Linked DNA regions of Mus musculus: region 2 is linked to region 1. A link is a contact called in public HiChIP or PLAC-seq data. All regions are on one chromosome and are shown on one strand. Each heading gives the region's core, a stretch centred on a gene start, on an enhancer-like site or on the middle of the called end of the contact. The rest is flanking DNA. Distances are from core to core; before and after follow the strand shown. Region 1 holds the start of Jak1 (Janus kinase 1). Region 2 overlaps Ak4 (adenylate kinase 4).

Region 1 (6,996 bases), core at 1,294-3,793:
TTTGATGCTGTAAACTCGGAGCACCTTCGATGTCTTTCAGAGTTGACTGATGTTTGTCTGTGTCACCACTGGTGCTAAGGACCCCTCTTTGCACTGATATCACAAGGTCACAGAAGTATGTTTATGTCATTTCAGAAATTGCTGGGAATCCTGTCCTAATTGAAATTCAAAGCAAGATAAACTTTGGTTTCTGTGTGTGAAACTTGAGCAACTGAAACAGGACTTTTATTTTTTATTTAATTTAATTTTAACATTTATTTATTTGTGGGTGGGGGCAGTCATGTGTAATGTCACACATGTGGAGGTTAAAAGACAACTTTTGGTGGTCAGATCTTTTGGTTCATGATGTGGGTTCTGGGGATTAAGCCAGATTGTCAGGCCTGGTGATAATCTTGCCATCCCAGCAGCCTGTAAGCAGCAAATTTAAGAAATCATTTTAACAGAATTCAATCCAAACATATGCAGTTGGATGCATGGTGTGCAACAAGGGGAGAAATATTACTGAAAGTCTTCGTCATAACAAATGTTTTTATAAGAACAGCAAGCTTTCTATATATAGTAATAGAGAGACAGACAGACAGACACACAGACAGTACAATTCATAACAGGTGCATCTGAGCCAAAGTGCTTCAGGTGTTGCTTGCTGGCAGTGTGTGTTGTGACAGTCCTTACAGGTCCAAGTGTGTGTTCAGAACCAAGGCTGCAATGACATAGTTGGACACAATGGGCAGGCATGGCTAGAAATACCTCAGATTCATTATGTTTGATTTTTAAATTATCTTCGGGTTGTTACACATTTTAGAAACCTTTTACTTAATGACAATTTTGTGAGCACCCCACACTAAATCATGAAAAAAACCACAGGTTTGTAACAGGGCCCTAGACCTTAGCACAACGGACTCCATGATGGAAGTGCTATTCAGGGTATAAAACTCACCACGTAGACACTACCACCTGCTAAAAATGAAAACAAAGGCCCAATCCATCAAAGGCCATGGTTCTGGGAAAGTCTCTGAGTGTGCTAACCTTGCTTTTTGGCATCTGTAGCTCTGCGTCTGGCTAACTGTTCTTGTTAACTGAAGTATGTCAACCCAGGGCATGGTTCTTGTGCTTACAAGCTCACCCTGAGAAAGACTCCGGTCTACACTGGGATCCTGAACACCCACTGTAGTTGCTGGTCAGCTAAGAAAGTCTTTCTAAAGGCTTAAGCCCATGTCTGATCAGGTCTTCTCTGGCAAACACCCCACAAGTTTAAGATGCCAGAATGGAAGACACCTGAGAGCTACAGGGTTTTGTTTGTTTATTTTGTTTTTGTGGATAGGATAAGACTGAACAAACCTACTGTGAAAGATTATGATAATGAAAACTCAAAAGCACTGGACACAGATTAGGTAGGAATGGATGTTAATTCTTATTACTCTTTTCCATAGTTTGTTTCTCTCCCCTGCTCCTTTTGGAGCTCTTACACCACAGAACAGAGGCTGGGCCTGAAGAAACTCGTGGAAGCCGGAGGTTTTGTTTCTGGTTAAGTCCTCATGATGGTTAGTATTGTCAGTTTGACTATTAGAATCACCTAGGAGATCAGCTATACCTGTGAGGGATTGTTTAGATTAGGTTACCCCTTGGCCATGCCCTTCAACATTACCTAGATTAGGGTCTCCTAGAAGACTTGCTTTGCGCAGGGATTCTGTAGACTAGTCTATCCCCTTGGCTGTGCCCTTGAGGATTATCTAGATTAGGGTAATGGAGATAAGATCCACTTTATCTGTGGGCAGAACCATTCCATGGACTGTGGTCCTGGATTTAATACCCAGGAGAAAGCTAACACAAGAATTCATCCTCTCTTCTTCCTGAGCATGCGCGCAATGTGACTTTCCACCTCAAGTTTCTGTCATCACGACTTCTCATCATGATGGTCTGTGTTCGCTCCAACTGTACAGGGTAATAAACTCTTTTTTCCTTAAATTACTTTTGTCAAATATTTTATCGCAACAACTGACAAAGTGACTTTCGTTCTTGCTAGGCAAGTCTTTCCAGAACCATCTTCTAGAGTGGCTGGGATGGGGCAGATGTAAACACACAGGGCACGGATAATGCCTCCAAGGGCACAGGTTGCTCCAGAGGGCAAATTCTTATTCCCTGCGTGAGTGATTTCATCGCTCCTCTCCTCTCCTCCCTTCCCCTCCCCTCCCCTCTCCTCCCCTCCCCTCCCCTCCCCTCCCCTCCCCTCTTCTCTTCTCTTCTCTTCTTTTTTTCTTTTTCTTTTTTTTTTGGCGGGGTGGGGGGACAGGTCATTTCACAGAGATCCACCTGTCTCTGCCTCCCGGAGTGTTGGGATTAAAGAAGTGTGCCAGTATGTCCAGTTTGAGTTCAATTCTCACAAGCTACTTGGTAAGCGGAAGCGAGCGGAGACACTTGCTGGAGTGCGAGCCTGGGCAGGCGGGGACTCCAAGGTCCTCAGTCTTGGGTCTTGGCTCTGTCCAATTGTAGGAGCAGCTTCTGACGTCACGGGGGCTGGGCCGTACAAGGGGCGTGATCGTTCAGAGTTGGAGGGGCGGGGCGCCGGTGCGTTTTTAGAGCGCAGGCCGCCGCAGCCGCGGAGTAGCCGGCAGCCGCTGACGCGCCGCGGGGTCCGCGCCCAGCCTCGCTCGTCCTTTCGGTGCCTCTCCTTAGCCGCGGGTGTCCACGCCGGACCCTGCACGGCAGGCTGAGTTGCCTGCCAGACTCCTGACCCAGATCGACCCTGCGCCAAGGAGCCGCGCGGCCCGGCGCACACGGAAGTGGTGAGTGTCCCGGTGGGGAGGTGGAGACCGCCGTGGCCAGCTCGGGGACCGTGAGAGGGGCGCGGAGCCGGGCGGCCGAGCGGCCAGGGCGGCCGGGGCGGGGATTTCCAGGCGGCGGGGCTGCCGGGAGGCGAGGGAGGGCCGCTCCGCTAACAGCGGCCCGCTCCGCCGACATCCTGTTTATGGCCCCGCGGCCTGCGCGCCGACGGCCTCTGGCGCCGCAACAGCCCGGACCGCAGGACTCGCCGAGGGTCGTGGCCCGCGTTCACCCCTGGTCAGCTCTTGCGGGGGTGGGGGACTTTTGGGGTTTGGGTCTGCGTGGGGGCGCGCCCCGGGAACTCCGAACCGCAGCTTGCCGGAATGTAGCATGATGGAGGGCCATGGGTGAAGGGAATGGGGAGAGACGACTATAGGTCCTACCCGAAGGGACCCGATTCATCGAAACTGGGACCAGTGTCTGTGGCTCCCCAACTCCTGGCTCCGGTTCCGCGCGAACGAACGCCCCCGTCGACTCAGAAGCAGTAGGCACCCCTCTGGAGACACTCCCAGGCTCCTAGGATGATGAGTGTTTATGAAGGGAGTTCTTTAGGGAGACTAGACCAGAGGTGTGGTTATCTCCTGGTGCCTGTGTGCCCCCTTCGGAGGTGTATCCTCTGTGATTTCTCGGGAACTAGGACTGGGCCCTAATAGTCTTAATTCATGGCTGTGACCTGTCTTCTGCCTCTGCTTGGATACATCAGTATCCATGCTATTAAAATTCCTCCCCAGTCATAGAGCTCAGTCGCAGGTATTTACGGTAGTATAAAATTACCTTTACTTCTTTCAGGGAAGAAGGCATTAAAAACTTGGGCCGTTAAATAAGTAGAATGCTGAGACAGATAAAATTATCTAGTCTTTGGGTGTTGCCTTCCCCGTTTAAAAAGAAAATGTTTGAGTTACGGGTGGTGTAAAAAACTTTTTTCTTTTTCTTTTTAAATGAACATTTTGCATTGATTAAATTTTTATACCTTCCCTTTCTAAAAACCACATTTTGTGTTGCCTATTGCTTTTGCTTGTGGGGACTCTGATGTTTTCCAAGTACTGGAATTTGGGGCTATGTGGAGCAACTATGATCTTGTTCAAAATGTCAGTCAGTAGTACCCAAGTTGAGAGATCATGTGTGGTTACCAGGTAAAAAATTAGACTTGGGGCCCTGTGTGCAAAGTCATTTCATCCCTGGCTTCAGTTTTCCAACATCTAGGGGATACTTTTTTATTGAGTGATCGGTTTGTTCTCTTGTGCATCATGGTGAAGGTTAATGGAGACTGCAGGCCAGCATTTAGACAGTTCTGGTATAACATGCTTTATAAAATGGAATAAATGCCTCTTCTGTATGGATTGAGATCATGTAGAAAGAAACAGATACATCATCCTAGAGGGAGTGTGAACATTACAAATAGTAATCATAACTTAATTCTAGTATCATATTAACTTGAACTGTATTTCAGTTTGTCTACACTGCTGTACTTTTTAGGGGAGGGAGTTGCTTAGATTTTTTTTGTTATCCTTTACAGTGAATACAGCTAGTTCTGTTTCAGTCCCATTTCACAGCACACAATTTACTGGCTTTGGGAAAAGATGTTAGAAAGAGAATAAATTAGGTATTGGTACAATAGCAAATACATTTCCTAACATATTCTATTTTGTTGTAATTTAGGCAGGTGTTAGTATCAGTCTGTCTTACCCAGAAGATCATTATCTTTCTGGCCACTTGGTAGCCACCCTTTACAGATTTAAGGTGCTAGGAGGAGTTAGGCTGTAAAAATACTTTAATTCGGACACCTGCTATAAAAAGCTAGTGAAAAATATGGAGTTTTGAGGATAGGGTTGCTTTTACGGGAATGTGCTTGCCTTAAATTACACAAGGGAACTTAACCTCAGGGCTTTTAAAAAGGACTGTGAGGTCTGCCAGTTTGGAGAGGTTTGACTTTATGAACGGTAGTGATTCGAAAGAAGACTGACTGATTTCAACAGCACATTACCAGCTACAGATTTTAATGTTGTCTGAAGACATCATTCTGTTTATTCTGAATAATTTAAGTAACACATATATTTGTAGAGAAATACAAATGAAGCAACTACGTAGAATATATGTAGATTTAAACTCATTTTTATACAGAGAACACTATAAATAATTGTACTAATCGAAAACAATTTACAGCTGAGCAAAGGTCAGACAGGATCTGTGTTTTCTAGCTGCCAGACTTTCTGTGCTTTCTTTTTTCCCACTGAGGACACATATTCTCTATATCCTTAGTATAATTTAGTGAGATGATACACTGCTAGATTTACTGTCTGAGATGTATACACACACACACACACACACACACACACACACACACACACACACACACACACACATATTTTTTTCAAGACAGGGTTTCTCTGTGTAGCCCTGGCAGTCCTGGCTGACCAGGCTGGCCTTGAACTCACAAATCTGCCTGCCTCTGCCTCCCAAGTGCTGGGATTAAAGGCGTGTGCCACCATTGCCTGTCGAGATGTGCGTATTTTTACAAAGCATTTTTAAAAAAATAATTTTTACGAGGCTGGAGAGATGGTTCAGTGGTTAATAGCACTGGCAACTCTTTAGAGGACCCAGATTCCGTTTCCAACACCCCACATGGTGGTCACACCTGTCTGTCACTCCAGTTCCTGGGGGATCTGACACCCTCACGCAGACATACAAGCAGGCAAAAACACCAGTGCACACAAAATAAAAAATAAATCATTAAAAAAGAAATCACATAGGACATTTCAGGAGGACAGGGAATGGGCTATTTAAGCAGAATCTAGCTGAACAAGCAACCTCTGATGTTCTCTAATGCACTGTGGCTTAATGGACATGGAGCCTTGCCATAGAGCAGAGGCCGTGAAGAAGTCTTGATGAATCTTTCAGACTGGTGGTTAACAGCTTGGTAAAATTTCATGCTGAGGGAGACATTGATATTTTCTGAGGAGTTTGGGAGGGTACACCTTGTTGGGGAAGGTGGTATCTAGTGGGTAGAGGCTAGATGTATTGTTAAACACTCAGTAATGCACAGGACAGCCCTTCCTATAGCGAAGTATGACCTGGGTCAAAATGCCACTAGTGCTCAAAAGGAGAGATGATGCTTAGGGGTGCCAGGTGAGAAAAGAGATACCGGGGTGCATGTTGTGGCAAGTGATTTCATTCTTGGCCTCGGCTTTCCTGTTCTAGAAGGAAATGAAGACACCTAGGTTAGATATTTATAATGCAGTCTTGGTGGAGAAGCCAGGCAAGGAATGCAAGCATGATGTGTGAAAACCCAAGGACATACAAACGAGAGCTGCTGTGAAGAAACTTCGTGAATGAACTGTTAGACACAGTGCAAGCCAGGGAAGAGGCTAAGCTCATCTGCTGCATGTCAAGCAGCAGGGAAGAGCTAATGTTGAGGATTCTCTGTGTGTGTGTGTGTGTGTGTGTGTGTGTGTGTGTGTGTGTTTATGTGAGGGGGGACAACAGCGGGGAGGAGGGGATTGATTTAGTATGCCTAGTTCTCTGGGTAGATTTTTTAGTTCCCCCTCTTTTAATCACAAAGATTATTTTCACACGACAAGGAAGAAACTCACTGTAGAAAAATTGGAAAATGTAAGGAAGTAGTTAAGTACAGGAGGAGAAAAAATCCTCTGTGCTCTGTATTGCCTTTCCCATGTTTCCTTTGAGTGTGGTGGATATTGGAAGAAGGCTTACCATAGAAGGGAGCTGTTGGTGCTGGAGTGGGTGAGGGTAGTGCTGCTTCATTCTTTGTGCCCTTTATTCCCCCTTTTCAAGAATTCGGACCATGCTAGATGTATGTGGTACGCATCTGTCCTCCAAGTTCTTGGGAGGCTGGGGTAGGAGGAGCGCTTGGATTCTGGAGTTTGGCATCAGCCTCTGGGAGAGATAGTGAGAGATTTTTTTCCTGTGTAATGCAAGGTACAAGGACATTGACTCATTGGTGCTAATGTATTTGTGCCAAGCTTTGTCTTCAGCCCTTCGATTGCCACTTCCTCTGCTTTACTCTTCTTGTCCTCAGAGAGATATGCCACTCTAGCTTCCGGTCTCAAAACCTTCCTGGTAACACGGTTAGAAAGAGCTGCCGTGCTGAAATGCCGGTGTTTCAGAGGAAGGAGAAGAACTCCTGTGAATGCTCTTCTTGCCTTTGAGGGACATGCA
Region 2 (6,560 bases), core at 871-3,370, 180 kb before region 1:
TCCTTGAGGGAAAAAAAATGTTTTCTCTTATAAATTTGCAGCTTTTTAAAAAACATTTCTTTACACAGATTTCTACTTTGCTGAGATAGATAAACCTTAAAACAAGAAACAAACTTTTAAACTATTTGCCAAAAATGGGGTCCTTGAAGACACAGCCCTGGCAGAAATTCAGAATGGAATGGCTGGATCATAAATATGCAGCGCACTACACTGTCCCACCAAGGCCCCACTCTGTTATCAGTGGCCTAGTATGTATTATAGTCCAGGCTGACTTACAGCTTGCTGTAATTCCCTGCCTCAGCCCCTCAAGTGCAGAGATAAGATGCATGCCCTCCACCGAGGCTACCATTTTTATAACCATTTCCTATGTAGTCAATATAGACTTTTTTAGACACCCTATCTCTGTTGATCTCTGGAAAAACAAGATAACTCAATTGCAATGCCAATGATGAAGAAGCCTCCTAGTTTAACATGGTATACCCAGTGTGAGTTCATCCCCGAATTGTGAACCAAGGCAATGACAGGCCTCCCTTGGTCAAAGCTTTCACAGTAAGGGTCAGCAGATAGAAAACTAAGAGGCTCCACGGTGCCAAATTATCATATTAAATCAATGATAGGGTTGGGGAAAGGAACAGCTAATAAACTGTAAAAACATTATGAGAGCAACCAAGGGTGGCCAAGTCCAGCCTGCCCATCACCCACTCACCATCTAACAGCCAGTGCTGGGCACTCCGAGTCTCCAGTTCTGACATCATTAGGCGTGTGATCACGTGATCTGGAACCAAAAGACCTTTTTCTAGGTACTGTTTTGCCACGTCACCAACTTCTGTTAAAGAGAGGAAAAAGAAACACTCAAGAAGGCTTCAAAGATGACTGCATTGGCACAAGCCTATAATTCCAGCACTGAGATGGAGTGAGGACGACCAGAAGTCCAATTAGCAAGCTGTAGGCTAAACTGGGCTACATGAGATCTGTTTTCCAAAATATGAGAGGAAAAGAATTTAATACACTCTTGGCAGTTTAGCCTTCTGGTTCATCATCCATGGCACAGTAACAAAGTTTGGATTGCCGCAGACCCTCTTGGTCCCTGTGTCTGCGTGGAACTGATTACTTGACACGGGTGGGCAAAGCGTGGATGAATGACAAACAGACACACACAGGAGAGGTCGTGCGGAATCTGAGTGTAATTTTCGAATCGAGCATCAGACTTTTTATGCAGAGGACAATAAGGAAGTTGGGTGGACAAATTCGCAAGGTACAATTGAGGTAACCATAAAACAGAGGAATGCAAACACAAAAGGTCTAATGGGAACCACCTGGGATAGAATTCATTGATAACAGCTGGGATCAACAAGGGCTCCACCTAAGATTCACTAATCTTAGAAGCCAGGGTCAAGGGCTTCGTGCCCTTGCCATAGTTCCTATTTTAGTCTCTTGTATAGTCCACCTTCCCCTTAGGCCATTGTAAATACGTTCGTATGGGTGTAACTTCGCTATAGTTCTATTCTGGTTTCTCCTTTGGTCTGAAACTTCCTTCTTCCTTAGTGATGGTAAATTCCTGTGTAAGGGAATGACTTAGCTTTTATAATCTTACTGAATTCCAAGCCCTTGATCTTGGTCAAGGACATTCTAGGACTGTTGGAACACTGGCAGAAGGCTTTAGCCATGTCAGAATTCAATTTTAAAAAGCACTTATAATAGGAAAATACTGAAAGAGAGCACGTGGATCCATACACTAGACTAACGTGGTAATAGAACGCGGGAATGAAAAATTAATGTATGGGTAGAGAACACTAGACTCCAGGAGGAGAGCTTCCTTGAAACTCTTTTGCGTCATGAGTGACTTTTAAGCCTTTTGGCTTGTCCAGCTGACTTGACAGGAGAGCGTAGCATTGGATGAAGGTAACTATTATAGTGCTTTATTTAATATTGGTTTTTACTATGAGGCATTGCTTTTAAACGCCTAGGAGATTATAAAAAGCAACTCTTTGAGATATCACAAGCACAAATACAAGAAAAGGAATGGTTAAGATTGAAATAAGGAGGGAGGTGGGACACAAAAGGCTTAGAAGCACTGGAGGTCACCAGGACAATGGACAATGACGAGAACAGGGCCGGAAGACTGGAGAAGGCTCAACCATTCCCGTGGAGACCTGCTGGGTTGCCTAAGACCCTGAGCTGTTATCTCATATCCCACATAACATCTCACTCAAAGGATCCAGTCACTGAGAATGACCAGAACAAGTGGCCAGCTATAAGGCCAACAGGTGTGTTGATCCTAGCAGTGCTGGGGGTGAGCCCAGAGGCTCACATACAGACAAGTGCAAGATCACTGAGCATCTTACACACCTGGCCATCCACAGGCCCAGAGGAAAGAAGTGAGAAGACACTTTGTGTGATGGGGGCACTCAGCATACATGAGAATCCTCAAGACTCACAGGTGGAAGGCACACCCATAAGACAGGGGGCTACATACGGAGGGCATGGCCTTTAAAGTAGCTTTAGAAAGGTCACCCCCAAACCCAAGACCAGTTACTTAGATTGGGGGGCCTGGTACCGACTCAAAATGTAGTCATGGCACTCCATGGAAAGCAAAAGACTTCAGTGGCATAGCAGAGCATTAACTAAGCAGGTGGATGTCACAGAGCAAGGCAGTGACACTGAAGCAGAATGGCATGGCACAAGCAAAGGAGGCTGATGGGGTCCCAGGCTTGATGCAGGAAGCAGAAGCACAGGAAGATGCCCTTCATCTGTCCCTTGAGAGTGTCCCTTGGCTTGATTCAAAGCAAGCTTAAAATAACCCCAGGGAAGGCACTCACCCCACTATGTGACTGAGAGAAGGGTTCAAGTGCAGCATAGGGCCCCAAAGATTTCAGGCAGCTGTGGCCCCCACCCCTGCAGGATGACAGCAACATGTCCACTGTCCTGACATGACATAGCTCTCAACCTCTACCTGCCACGAAGACCCACAGCCATCAGGATTAGCCCATGAAGAAAGTCCTCTAGAACAGAGCACCTTGTCATAAAACAGGTCACCCCCAAAACTGGCTCGTACTTGCCCTGGCCAGGTTACTTAGAAGAAAAAGTCCCCATTTAAAAAACTAATGCCAGCATGTTTTATTATCCAAATTCCCAAGAAGTCCAAAGATTGAATACACACACTATTACATTCATTCATTCATTCATTCATTCTCTCCTTCCCTTCCTCCCTCCCTTTCTCTCCTTCCCTCCCTCCCTCCACACAGGGGAGGGTGATGCCAGATAGAAATGGGGTATCTCTAAGTTACACAGAGTGGCCTCTATCTTGAAATCCATGTGCTCCAGCCTCCTATGTGTCAGGATTACAAACGTGTTCCACTTTTCTGGCTAAAATTTTAAACTGATATCTACAGAGCTTCAGCCAACTGGGTCATCGTTCCAAAATTCATGCTTCTGAGTTCTGTTAGCTCACATTTGTTTGAGGTTTTACAGTTGTGCACATTCATGGAAGCAACTAGTAGATTGCTGTGGTCAAATATGCCAGCCAGCCAGCTGCAAATGGGCAGCTTGCAGAGCCCATTGTGAGCATCTGTAAAATGAAAAGAAAATGCCTCTTTCTAGGGAAGGTGCTGCGTAGGGACACTTGGTACTGTCTAGGACCGGATATGGTTGCTGGTCTTGTGGCTGTGATTCCACTAAGAACTCACTGATCTGGGATGTGCTAGATGCCGGACCCTGCACCAGGGACCACTTGGCCTGACTCAAAGCTTAAAGCTTTCAACAGCAAAATGTAACAGCAATTTCTACCATTGGGGAAAAAAAAAAAGTCAGTAATTACTGGAATTAAATTACAAAGACCAGATGTAGTAGCACACACCTTTAACCCTAATACTTGTGAGTCAAAATTAGAATGCTACAAGTTCAAGTTCAAGGTCAGCCTGGTACAGAGTGGGGGTTCCAGGCTACCTAAGGCTACCTGTCTCAAAAAGACTGGCAAGATGGTGCCACCAGTAAAACCACTAAGCCTGACAACCTGAGAGATGCCCAGGATCTATACAGTGGAGAGAACAGATTCCCTCATGGTGTCCTCTGGCCTCCCACATGCAGGAGGGCATGTACCATGCCACCACCACCCCGACACACTAGGTGGTGTGACTTGGGGAGATTTAGGCGATAGAGCCTTGTTGACGGAGTGATGTCACAGGGGATGGGCATTACACGTACAAAGGCTTGCCTGCCTGCTTCCTTCCAGTCTGCTCTCTGCTCTGGGCCTGTGATTGAGGATGTCAGTTCTCAGCCCCACCCCACCCCCCCACCCCCCCACCCCACCCCACCCCACCCCACCCCCGTTCCTGCTACCACGCCCATGGCTTACTGCCAAGCCTTCCTGCCATGGACTCTTATCTCAATGGAACTATAAGCTACAATAAACTCTTCCTCCTATAAGCTGCCTTGGTCATGACGTTTATCACAGCAATAGAAAAGTAATACAATGCCCACCTGCCTTATATTGACAAAATCCTAATATAAGGAAGGTGTATGTTTTTCTTCTTAAAGAATCTGACCAGTTATACAAAAGTTGAAAGCAGACAAAATTATTTTAACAATGGGTTACATATTACAACACTATATGGGAAATTAAGGCTATAAGATATAGGGCAGTGGCTGTCAAGAGGAGGATGGGAAGCAGGTATTTTAAAGGTACTATTTTTTACCAGTAATGTTCTATATCTTGGGCTAGATAATAACACCCCCTCCTCCCTCCCTCCCTCCCTCCCTCCCTCCCTCTCTCTCTCTCTCTCTCTCTCTCTCTCTCTCTCTCTCTCTCTCTCTGTGTGTGTGTGTGTGTGTGTGTGTGTGATCTGCCTGTCTGTCTGCCTCTTTGTTCTGACTGAGAACAAACTGGATTCAGAGGATAAGCTAGTCAAATGTCCACCATACAGCAACTTCCTGTGATGCCTAGCTGGATCACTAAAGACAAACATTCTGTACCCATTCAATGCCGCTGAAGAAAGATCCTGGCAAGGGACCAATTCCTTCTCAAGGCTGCACACCCTGTAAGCACCAAATGCAATGTGAAAGGGACAAAACTAGAAGAAACTAGGCTCCCCTTAGTAGCATCCCCTCTGCAAATTCTGATAACAAAACATGGTAGTTCCAACACGCACAGGCTTAAGAGGCCTGATCATCCCTAAACTGTAGCTTTGTGATCCCAAAGACTAGTTCTTGCTCTCTGCAGACTATTCAGGCACTTACTTGAAAATACCGAGTCCTCCTATGAACTGTTTAGCCTTCATATTACTTTGCTAAAGAAAACACGTGAGCCAGGCATGGTGATAAACACCTTCAATTCCAGCAGCCAGGAGGCAGAGGGTGGAGGATCTCTGAGTTCCAGGCTAGCCTGGTCTACATAGCTAAGTTCCAGGTCACTGAAATGAAAATTCCTGATTTCTTTGGAGATTCAGTTGTGTCCTATCATACAGACATGTAAGAGGACCTGTGATGTCTAGAAAGAATATAAAGATGACCCCACAGACAGAGTGACCAGGCTTTGGCAATGGTTCACCTTGCACCACGTAGCTGGTCTTAGCTTGTCATGACTTCATAGAGAGTAATTCACCAAAGAACTTCCCATGATACTCTGGTTGCTTCTTGCCGCTTCCACAGACTCGCACTAACTCGGCAGGGCCCCACAGTTTCTTCTGAATATCCTGACAGCAAACACTGGGATCTCCCCAGAGAACTTCCTCTAAACAGGTCCACACCCCATTTCTTACTAACCTTTCTTTCCCCTACCTCTGGGTATCGGGGCTAGAAGAGAGGTTGGAGTGCTAAAGAACCCTAATAAAAGTAGGTTTTGAAAAATCTAAGCCTACGGCTAGCCAAGGCAACATTGTGAGACCCTGTCTGAAAAAACTAAAAACACTTTAAAAGTCTTAGAGAAGACGGTCAAGAGGGGGAGAAAAAAATTACACACACACACACACACACACATGTGAAAGCTTTAGAAAAATATATTTTAGAAAATCTTGGGTAAAGGGCTTTACTGCTAAGCCTGACCTGTGGTGGAGGGGATCCATACATACAAACTGTTTCTGACCTCCACAGTACACAGGTGCACACAGAACCAACCACAAATAACAACAGGCCGAAGAGGTAAGTTCAGTGGTGCTCACCCACATAAAAAGCCAAGCAAGGTAACACGTGATTGTAATCTCAGTGCTGAGGAAGGAGGCAACGGGAGGATCTCCAGAGCTTGTGATCCAGTCAGTTTACTTCAATGACCAGCCTAGGTCCTAGGGAGAGGGTCTGACTCACAAAACAAGGGGGACCACACCTGCGAAATGTCACCCACATTCATCCCAAAAACCGCTTTGCAGCACACAGACATAAAGGTGTCAAGGACTGAGCATGTGGCTGCATCTGTAGGATGCTTGCCTGGCGTGTAGAGCCTGCCCCGAGTTCCATCCCCCTGCGCTATGTAAACCAGCACGGCAGTACATACACACCTTTAGTCCCAGCTTGGAGGGTGGACGTAGGAGATCAACCAAAAACTCAAGGACATACTTCACTACAGAGCC

The links. HiChIP or PLAC-seq counts read pairs in DNA pulled down with a chosen protein or histone mark.
Region 2: an H3K27ac HiChIP or PLAC-seq map of embryonic stem cells shows a contact between it and region 1, with 7 read pairs. The contact joins the enhancer-like site here to the promoter of Jak1 in region 1. A contact is called at or near these places in 5 of 39 promoter capture datasets (the 3T3-L1 cell line, 3T3-L1-derived adipocytes, liver and 1 more), 1 of 115 datasets of contacts at active chromatin or transcription factors (embryonic stem cells) and 1 of 9 other capture datasets (pancreatic islet).

Annotation. Positions count from the first base shown.
Region 1 is chr4:101,260,829-101,267,824 of GRCm38.p6, reverse strand. It overlaps Jak1 (Janus kinase 1), which reads left to right and starts at 2,543. Exons shown (of 25, transcript NM_146145.2): 1 at 2,543-2,783.
Region 2 is chr4:101,441,426-101,447,985 of GRCm38.p6, reverse strand. It overlaps Ak4 (adenylate kinase 4), which reads right to left. Exons shown (of 5, transcript NM_009647.5): 2 at 707-826. Among named protein-coding and RNA genes, the nearest start is that of Ak4, 25 kb to the right of the region's middle. Within about 2 kb of position 2,120, at least 9 of the 459 cell types and tissues checked have an H3K27ac peak or open chromatin away from gene starts, as enhancers often do. A contact at or near this core is called in embryonic stem cells, where this site is marked.